Regions from separate parts of the Lactuca sativa genome. Here region 1 is linked to region 2. A link is a contact called in public Hi-C data. All regions are on one chromosome and are shown on one strand. Each heading gives the region's core, a stretch centred on a gene start, on an enhancer-like site or on the middle of the called end of the contact. The rest is flanking DNA. Distances are from core to core; before and after follow the strand shown.

Region 1 (5,794 bases), core at 568-3,067, 180 kb before region 2:
GACAAAATAGATTTGTGACTCATATTCTCTTCTAACATCAACTTCATCTTTTGTAGATGGTATAGAAATCAAAGACCTTAGCTAATTACAAGTCAATAAAGCCAATCAACTTTTAGCATCAATAACTTGATGAGTTTTGTATGCCAGAAAGAAGTAAAGACTACAGACTACAGATAAGACAAGAAGAACTGATACCTTAAAATTTGTGATTGTAGGAGGAGTATGTGCTTTGACTGAAGTAGAAGCATGGAGTGAATATAAGCTCCCTTGCTGTGAAACAAATCTTTGTTGTCCTTGATTACCATGACGAATAGGGTCATTCATGGGGAAACTGTGACTTTGGGGTCCCACACCTTGAGAAATGTGGTTCTAGAACATGCAAAATTACCAAAAACGAAATAGGCATCATTAAGGTTTTGTAGTTTTGACTTTTGATATAGACTATAACCGAAACAACACAGCTAAATATGCATATGCAACAGGCTACAAACTTCAACTCCTATCGTTGTCAAAGACCATATGTAAAGACTCTTTTGTGCTAATGCCCACAATGGAAATTTGGACATTCTCACTTAAATTATCTCTTCACTTATACCATCAATAGTTAACTGATTACCCACAAGCCACCTGATGCTAAAAATCCCATTTGTTACATCAAGTAAGGCAGCTAGAAATGCTAAGAGACTAAGGATATAAAAATCTTTCAAGCACCAAAAACTATCCGTTTTTTAGTATCAACATGAAGAATACATAGATTATTGCACACCAAAAAGCTGAACATAACAACAAAACTGATACCTGTAAATTATTGGGAGTAGCATGGAAGTTGTGTGATTTCTGTGTTTGAACTGAACCAGAAGCGTTGGGTTGAAATTGGTTCCCTTGTAACTGCTGACCCATATTAGACAAATTGACATCCATCGATGGTGAATGAAATCTCTGTTGTCCTTGATTACCATGTTCAAAGGAGCTTCCACTGAAATTAGACATGCCAAATTGCTGACTTGCAGGAAATCCAGGATTTTGATGACTCGTTGTATTCTTATTATGGATTTGGAACATCGGAAAATTGCCAGGATGATATTGGGCATAATTGGGGTTTTGTAATTGCAATGGTCTACCAACATTTTGGTGGTATACAGGATGATTCATGGAGTTATTAGCAAAGAACTGGCCTTGTTGTTGAGAAGAATTAAACTGCTTTGGAGGAAAGGGATTGTAATTGTGCTGTGGATTGAATCCACCAATACCGTTGGGGAATTGATCCGTAGGACTTCGCAAGGGAATGGGCTGATTAGAGAAATTCATGAAACGAGATGGAGCATCAATTGGCCTGTTATTGGGATATAATCCTCCAACACTACCATTGTACGTTTGCTGATAAATGAGAGAGTTAACCTGTTCATCATTTAATACATTTAATTAGCTCACCATAAAGATAAACTTCACATAAAATTTCATAAGAATACGTTCGAAAACCGAATTGCAGTTATGTTTTGGGAGCCGATGGAGTAATCAGCTAGTTAACAATATGTTCAAAAAGAAAAAGTAGAAAGGGAAGCAGAGTACCTGTTGAAGTATGGAAGCAATTGTTGGATCTTGATTGGAATTATGATGAGGATTCATGATCAAGTACACTGTGGTGAAAATTTCATAAACCTCGTTGTGATTGTTCTTGAATGAGGTCCTTGGACGACGACAAACCTTACAAACTGAAAAAGAATTGCAAGGACGAGCGATTTGGGAGGAAATGTCGAAGTATGTGAGTCTGAAAGAACACGTTTACTTGATCTTGCCCTATCAATCACATATAAAGATAAAAGAAAATAAATTAACAAGAAAAAGAAAAACTGAGGAAATGATCAACTTCCGAGGACAATATTCTTTATAGTTTTTTTGAAAAAAAAATCAAAATCATTCATATTTTTAGAGGTGTAAACTAACCGAGCTGAATACTATCAAGCTCGAAACTTGGCCCGACTAAAATACTCAAGCTCGAAACTTGGTTCGAGCCTTGATTTTAAGCTCGAGCTCGAGCTCGTAAAATACTCGAAAGTCTCGAGCTCGGCTCGGCTCAACTCGACTAATATATAAAAAAAATCAAAATCACTAAATTGAGTAAGAAATATTAAAGATTCCACATGTAAATGTCCAAACTAGGCCTGTCGAAAATAACCGAAACCCGTTCTATGTACCCAACCCGTTCCGAATTCGGGTAGAATCGGTCGGGTAAAGCGGGTAACGGGTATGAATATTCGGGTAATAGGTTAACCCGATAATAATATAGGTCGGGTTTTAGATATAAATATTAATTTTCGGGTATACCCGAATTCGTTTTTTAAAATAATACATAGTATATTTAAATATTAGTATATCCCATATCTCATATATTAGATAGGGTATTCGACTATTGGTAACAGGAGGCAAAAGCACGCTTGAAAAAAAAAATTAAAACCGTTCACTTCTTCACGATCGACACAAACAAACACAGGCGCGCTCAATATTTCTTGTTTCGAATTCCGATCCTCAAATACGCAATTCTCAGCCTCCATCTTCGTTATAGGCTGAAAATTCTCCTAATGCATATTCTCACTAGTTAGGCATCATCAACATACATTATACAAAAGTAACAATGAAGTGGTGCAACAGATTCTAGTTTTGAATCCAATATAACCTAATTAGAGTTATTTAATCCAATAATAAACATGATAAATTGATGTAGCTGAGATTACAATATAATCCAAAATTAGTTGGATTCAAAATATGTGTGTTAAACATGGGGTTAATTTCCTCGAGATTCAATAGACTAGAATGACATGCGTATGCTCCTCAAAATACTCACATACCTTTGGCTTCTTTAACTTGAAACGGAATTTGCTACCCAATTTTTTTATTAAACTAACCGAAATGCAAAAATAAAAAAATAAAAAAATAAAATAACATTTTTGGGTATACCCGATAATTACCCGACCCGACCTAAAACCCGAATACCCATAACCCGAATTACAATATAGGTCGGGTATCGAGTATTATTTTTTTTAAGAAAATATCCGCTCTACCCGACTCGTTTTACCCGAAACCCGAAAATTTTACCCGATCGACACCCCTAGTCCAAACTACCAAAAAAAACCACTATTAATCACTTAATATCAATATAACATCAACAATATATGTCATAATGAATAATTATAAAGAAATCACATATATATATATATATATATATATATATATATATATATATATATATATATATATATGTTATAAATGAACAATTATAAAGAAATGACATATATTTAAATTACACTAAGCTCGACTAAGCTCACGAGCCTTACGAGTTGAGTATTTTTGTACTCGAGCTCGGCTCGATAAAGTACTCGAGTAGCTCAAGCTCGAGCTCGGCTCGATTAAAGTTGAGTCAATTTCAGTCTGGATTATCGATCCGAGATGTACTTTTGTGTAGGAAAAAATATTTTTTCCTCTCTCCCGAATTCCGAACTTGGTTGTTGTTTTTGTCAAAAACAATTTTTTTCAACTACACATTATATTATGGTTAGATTACTCAATTTCCTTAAATTATTTTTATCAAAAACATGTTTCAAGCTCTTGTGATTTGTAAAGGTTTGGAGTTTTACCCCGAACAATAATAATGTCTCTGTATCTTCAAGACATTTCGTAACAAACTATAGAATCTCGAGTTCCTTCCAGAAGGACTAGGACGGATCCTTCGTAGAGCAACTACTTAATTTTTTGTAAAAATCTTCTCTTATTATTCAAAACATTCAAACTTTTCACTTTTTTGGGTCAATTTTGTAATACCTTGTTTCGAGTCGTTTCACCATTTGGGGTCGTGATCTTAAGATAAAGTATCAGGCTTCGTCATATGGGGGAAGAGAGGCTTAGGCCCATTTGGATGTAGGTAATGTAGCTATGTGAACCAAAAGTTTGGTTTATGCCTTGGAGTCAAAGGGTAAAATGGGAAAGTAGTGTTTCAGACTTCTTTTATGAAGTAAGGATTTTAGTTCGATGTGTTTTAAGTCAAAAGTAATTAGATGGGCTTGTAGAGCTCCTCAATACCTTTCTGTGGATATAAAGATCGTCAAAAACGGAGTTGGAACGAAGAAGTTATGATCATTAGAAGTTAGGAAGGTTTTTTGACTTAGTCTAGTACGTTGGGCGTAATAGGGCATCCCTGGTATGTTGGGCGTATGCGATCAGTGCTCAAACCCTATTTTCTTGGTTTGATCCCCATTTAAGATTCTTAACTCCCCAAAGCCATTCCATTATTAGGCTCCACCTCTCCAACACCCTCCCTTGAAAACACTAACCCTAGTTTGAGCCTTTTGAGCAAAAGAAGGTGATCTTGAGTGCTTTGGAGTGTTCTTAGTGCACCTTATAGAAGAAGGAGCTCTTTGGAGAAGTGTTGGTTGCATTGGGGCTTGTAGATCCAGACTTTGTTCACCTTGATCTTTCTTCTTGAGGTATAAAGCTTGAATCTTGATGATGCATTTGTTAGATATAGCTAGTTTTGGGTGTTATGAGCTTTTAGTCACTTTAGTGCATAAATTTTAGATCTTGAAAGTTTGTGACCTTGTTATGGATAAAGTTGGAAACTTTATCCATCTAAACATCATATTGATTCAGATCTAAAGGTTGGAGACTTGGACTTAATGGATTAAGTTGAAAAAGATGCACTTTTGGTCCCTTTGAGACTTAAATACTAGATCTTGGTTGTTTGGGCCATTCTAATGGATAAAATTGGAAACTTTATCCATTATAGAGTTATTAGGAACCATACAAATGTAATCTTGGACCTTAGTTTCCTTCCATGCGTGATCTAGGTTGTCTCAAAGAGTTAAGAAGTTAGGATATTTGGTATTGAGCACTTAATAGCCATGTAAGATCGAAAAGTTGGAAACTTTATGATTGAGAACATCATTTGAGGGCTAGATCAGGATTTTTGGATGAAAGAGCTTAAGGATTAAGCTCTTAATGGGAAGAAAGGGTGGCAACCACGTACGCTAGGCGTACCAAAAGGTACGTAGTGCGTACGTGGTTAACCCCTTGACTCTAGTCAAACGTGTAGTATGACGTGCATACCTATTGAGCACGTCCAACGTACTCACCGAGTTAACCCGATTGACTCGATTAACTTTGACTTTGACTTTGACCATGAGTTTGACATAGGGTATTTTTGGTACATTGATTATAAGTTAAGTTTGGTCATGTTACATTGAATAGATGACCGGTAGAGCTGATATTCGGAGCAATGTCATGTTCAACGATCTTTCCGATTGAGAGGTGAGTCTCCTCATTGTAACTGTGGGTCGAAGGCACCAATTTCGGCCCACTAGGATATGTTATGTGCTTGTTCTCTTTGTGACTCTTGTTGTATGCTGGTATGTCTTTTTGATATATGTATGTGGGGGTGAAATAGACCCGTATGGTTGAAAAATACTGATTGATTTGAAACAGACTCGGGGTTGAAATAGACCCGGTACAACCTTGAGCTGACATATGAGTTGAGATAGACTCGGGGGTGAAATAGATCCAATACAACCTTGAGTTGAGGTATATGTATGGTATGTGGTATTTTGGGGAACTTACTAAGCTTTGTGTTTACGGTTTTACGTTTTTGGTTTCAGGTACTTCCGGTACGAAAGGGAGGGGCCCAACGTGACTGCACTGCATCCACTAGAGTTTTCCACATTGGAAAATTTTCAATATTTATTTTGATGTTTAAATAATATATTTACTTTGATCGGTTTTGGAACAACTCGTTTGTATGGTTTATTGT
Region 2 (5,227 bases), core at 912-3,411:
ATGTAAATGGATACTAGGGCCCACTAAGCATGTAAATTATTTCCAGGCTCAAAAGGAATGAGAATATATATATATATATATATATATATATATATATATATATATATATATATATATATATATATATATATATATATATATATATATATATATATATCCCAGACCCAATATACATGAAAAAAAAGGATAATTAAGGCCCATTTAACATGTATATTATTTCCAAGCCCAATAAGGATGTGAATACCGAAATCGATCTGTGGCTTGTTACGTTGGTTGTTTAAGCTACATTGTTTACTAACGTGACGTAAAAAGCTCACCTTTTTATAAAAGGTCATTTTTGGTCCTAGAAACCATAAATTTACAATTGTGGCACATATTTGGCAAAAATGACAATTTAGGTCCTTTAAGGACAAAATTTGTATTTGAGGCGTTTTAAGTAAAAATAACATTTTTAATTCACTTTTGTCAAAAATATCATTTTTGGCTTGATTTTATGAAAATGTGCATTTTCGGCCCATTTATAAATAAATTCATCTTTTTGGCACAAGTTTTAATAAATTTACATTTTTCGTTCCTCTTATAAAAAATTTACATTTTTGGCACAACTTTGTTGAAAATGATATTTAAGCCCACAAAAGTCCAAACATTTACAAACTTGGCCCAAAAACTCGAAAAAGCCCAAAAGAAGCCCATTTATGAACTTTTACACTCCTAGTCCTCTTTAAGGTCACAAATATCAAAAAATTCATATTTATCAAAATACATTCCTTTTGGTCCCTTCAAAAATGTGAGTTACATAAAATACCCCATTTTTGGTTATTTTGTCACTTTTGGCCCTTTTATGTAAATCTCATAGTTTTAAGTAACTTTGATGTATTTTAAAACCTTTTCTTTGCATAATAAGTTGAAATAAGTGTTATGTTCTACAAATATCATCAAATTTTAGTAGATCTTCAAGTTCATGGAGTTCATAACGCATAATCATATATATATATATATATATATATATATATATATATATATATATATATATATATATATATCATGAAAAACACACAAAATCATGTATACACGCATAGATCTACACAAAACAACTTGTATTCTCCCCCAAAATATAGTAAAAACTGAAAATTGGGGGTATGAACTCACTTTGCTTTGGAGATTTCGGTTGTGATGAAGAAAATGGAGAGATCTCGGTCTTTAGCAAGCTTTCTTTAGTAGATCTCGAACCTAAGGTGGATCTAGAGCATGGATTACGAGATGATGTGGGTTAAGAAGGGATTCCTAGAGTAAACTTGAATCAAGAGTTATAGAGTTTCACTATAACTTACCAAGAATGAATGAGCTTTGATGGAGAGTTCTTGATGCACCCTTAAACTCACGAGATTTTGGAAGGATGAAGGGAGTTTTTCTTGGAGTTCTAGAGAGGTTTTTGATGTAGTTGGAATGAAAGAGGACGAGGGTGGTGATGTGAGTCTTGGGCCGAGAATAGAAGAAGATGGAGGAGAAGAGAGTAATGAGATGTGATGGTTGCATGGATACTTGAGATAGCATGAATATTGGTGGGATAATTTGCTTAGATAACCTCTAGTCCATACTTGAGATTGCATGAATATTGGTGGTTCCATAATTTTTTTACTGCTTTGTGTCCTACTTCTCGTAGATTATCTTCTTTATACATATGTGGATGCATCATTATTATTATCGTGAGAGAACGTTCGATAGGTTCCTAAGTCTTATCCAAACATATTATTGTAGTTTCGCCATTACTACTTGACTAATGATACATTAATGCTTGTTGTCGTTTCACCAGTAATATAGTGACATTTGTCTTGTCATAGTCTGAATCCTCATATGCATCAAATATCATCCTTTAACTAAAGCCTACCGTAAGAGAAGTATTGTCTTCGGTAGACCGACGATTACAACCGCCCAAACTTTCTTGGAACTTGGAGCTGTAATCCGATTATGGAATTCCGGACTCCCCGATAATTGTATTCAGGTAGGTTAATTAGGTTAATTGTGCGTTGTTCCAGAGTAAGTCGCTAAAATAGCAAAATGTAAGTTACTTGCTTTTTTATAATCTTTAGATTGTGACAAATATCCTTCTAATTTTTTTTGAGACGATAAAACATTCCATTTAACGTGCAGGCCATTCACCATTTTCAGTCTTTCCATTTCTGGTCAAATTTCGGCGACCATTTCCCGATTTCCGCCATTATTGATTACACGAGAAATAAGTTCTTTAATGTCCAAAACCCTCGTCCTTACAGGCTTACACTGCCCCTACAACTCATTTCTTTCTCCTGTCGGAAAAAGTTATCTAAATGCTTATTTAATTATGCTGATATGTCATTTCAATTCAATTTAATTCTCCAAACAGGTCAACACCAGTAGAAAAGTTTCCGGATTTCTTGTAATTTTTTTAACCCGTTCGTTCACCAACCATCAATCTTTCTCTTGCTGTTATCATTCAAGCAAGTAAGTTCGATTTTGATGATTAGAAGTCCCATTACTTTTGTTTATAGTTAAATCAATCAACTTCAGTTACTTGGCTCTCTGTATTTGATTGATTTCGATCTTCATTCTGTAAATAGATTTATTTTTGTTGTTGTAAGTTTCGAGATTTAGTTTGCGTATAGTTGTTCTCGATCTGATAAACCTCAAGTGAGATGGAAAGAAGGTAAAGTTCAGATCATGACTTCCAATCGTCCACTTCCCGATCGTTCTTCATCGACATCCAGTAAGAACTCAGATAATATCTCGATTGCAAATCTACATCAACAACAACGACCAGATACCTTGCAAAATTCGTCTTCTCAGCAAAGCATTAAGTCGAACAGCTGGAGGGCAACCTCTGTAAATTTCGGATCAAAGGGCGTGCGACATGGATCTCGAAGTGGTGCTGATTCCGAAGGATTTAGTATGTCCAGAAGAGAGATTAACGACGACGATGCGAGGTTGGTTTACATAAACGACCCCTTAAAGACAAACGAGACGTTTGAATTTTCTGGGAACTCTATCAGAACAGGAAAGTATTCTATCTTCACATTTTTGCCTAGAAATCTCTTCGAACAATTCCATAGAGTCGCCTACATGTACTTCCTAATCATCGCCATTCTCAACCAGCTTCCCCAGCTTGCAGTTTTTGGGCGTGGTGCCTCAATTCTACCATTAGCAAGCGTATTACTCGTTACAGCAATTAAAGACGCTTACGAAGATTGGAGACGACACAAATCAGATAAAATCGAAAACAACCAAACATCATCTGTTCTCATCAACGATCGATTTCAACACAAGAAATGGAAAGACATTCAAGTAGGTGAAGTCATTAAAATCCTAGCAAACGAAACAATTCCCTGTGATCTTGTACTCCTCTCAACCAGTGATCCAACTGGGGTTGCTTACGTCCAAACTATAAACCTAGATGGCGAATCAAATCTGAAGACCCGTTATGCAAAACAAGAAACCCTTTCAAGAATCCCTGAAAAGGATATAATCAGTGGGTTAATCAAGTGTGAGAAACCCAATCGAAATATATACGGTTTCCAAGCTAACATTGAGATTGATGGAAAGCGTCTATCTCTTGGCCCTTCAAATATAGTTCTTAGAGGCTGTGTGATCAAGAACACAGATTGGGCAGTTGGAGTTGCAGTATATGCCGGAAGAGAGACAAAAGCCATGCTTAACAACTCAGGAGCTCCATCTAAAAGAAGTCGCCTTGAAACCCACATGAATAAAGAAATCATCTTGTTATCGATCTTTCTTGTTGGTTTATGCACAATTGTTTCTACATGTGCTGGTGTTTGGTTGAGGCGACATCGAGAGGATCTTGATCTCATGCCCTTTTATAGAAAAAAAGATTACTCAAAGCAAGAAGTGGAGAATTACAACTTTTATGGGTTGGGGATGGAAATATTCTTTTCTTTTTTGATGTCAGTGATTGTGTTTCAGATTATGATTCCCATTTCTTTGTATATATCCATGGAGCTTGTGCGTGTTGGACAAGCTTACTTTATGATCCGAGATGATAAGATGTTTGATTCAACATCAAACAAAAGATTTCAGTGTAGGGCGTTGAATATAAATGAGGATTTAGGACAAATAAAGTATGTGTTTTCTGATAAAACTGGTACTTTGACTGAAAACAAGATGGAGTTCCAATTTGCAAGTATTTCGGGTGTAGATTACAGTGGGGAGAAATCAGAATTTTATGGTGAAGAACAGGGGTACAGCATTCAAGGTATAATAAAATTTTTTCTTTTTCTATTGGGTTAAATTCAAGGTATACTTTTAACAATTTGTCATCTTTTTTTGTTTTCAGTTCAGGGGCAAGTATGGAGGCCAAAAGTCAAAGTACAGGTTGACCGGAAGCTTCTTAAACTATCACAAACTCGAAATGACACAAAATCCAGCAAAGAGATATATGATTTCTTTCTTGCATTAGCTGCTTGCAATACGATTGTGCCTATTGTTGTTGACACATCTGATCCCAATGAGAAGTTGATTGATTATCAAGGGGAGTCTCCAGATGAACAAGCACTTGTTTATGCTGCAGCTGCTTATGGTTTTATGCTCATTGAACGAACATCTGGTCACATAGTTATTGATATTCAAGGAGAAAGACAAAGGTATGATGTGTATTCCTTTTTTTTTTTTTTTGGGTTAATTTAGAGAAATAGCAACTTCGATTGAGCTATTTCTGCAAAATCTAACATAATAGATATGAATCAAAAGCTCAATACATAGAAACAAAATCTCAATCTTTCTAATTTTCCATAATTTCTTTCCGATTTCCCAGTGCAGATTTAACGTTCTTGGAATGCACGAATTCGATAGCGACAGAAAAAGAATGTCAGTTATTCTAGGATACCCCGACACGACTGTAAAAGTATTTGTCAAAGGAGCCGATTCCACCATGTTCAAAGTAATCAACAAAACCCTAAACGTCGATACACTGAAATCAACCGAAGCCCATCTTCATTCCTATTCTTCAATCGGTTTAAGAACCCTAGTTATAGCAACACGTGGACTCACAATCCCTGAATTCGACCAATGGCAATCAACGTATGAGATCGCAAGTACTGCTTTAATGGGTAGAGCAGGATTACTAAGAAAAGTCGCCATTAATTTAGAGAACAATCTTTCGTTATTGGGTGCTTCTGCCATTGAAGATCGATTGCAAAAAGGTGTTCCTGAAGCTATTGAGTCTTTAAGAATGGCGAAT

What was found. A called contact is a pair of places that touch in the nucleus more often than the background predicts.
Region 1: a contact with region 2 is called in a Hi-C map of leaf, with 7 times the contacts expected there. The contact joins the promoter of LOC111914831 here to the promoter of LOC111915668 in region 2. A contact is called at or near these places in 2 of 4 Hi-C or Micro-C datasets (leaf and seed).

The regions. Positions count from the first base shown.
Region 1 is chr4:295,054,911-295,060,704 of Lsat_Salinas_v11, reverse strand. It overlaps LOC111914831, which reads right to left and starts at 1,817. Exons shown (of 10, transcript XM_023910540.3): 1 at 1,570-1,817; 2 at 799-1,398; 3 at 196-369. The coding sequence starts at 1,626.
Region 2 is chr4:294,871,768-294,876,994 of Lsat_Salinas_v11, reverse strand. LOC111915668 (phospholipid-transporting ATPase 1) reads left to right here and starts at 2,161. Exons shown (of 7, transcript XM_023911329.2): 1 at 2,161-4,243; 2 at 4,325-4,631; 3 at 4,807-5,227. The coding sequence starts at 2,698.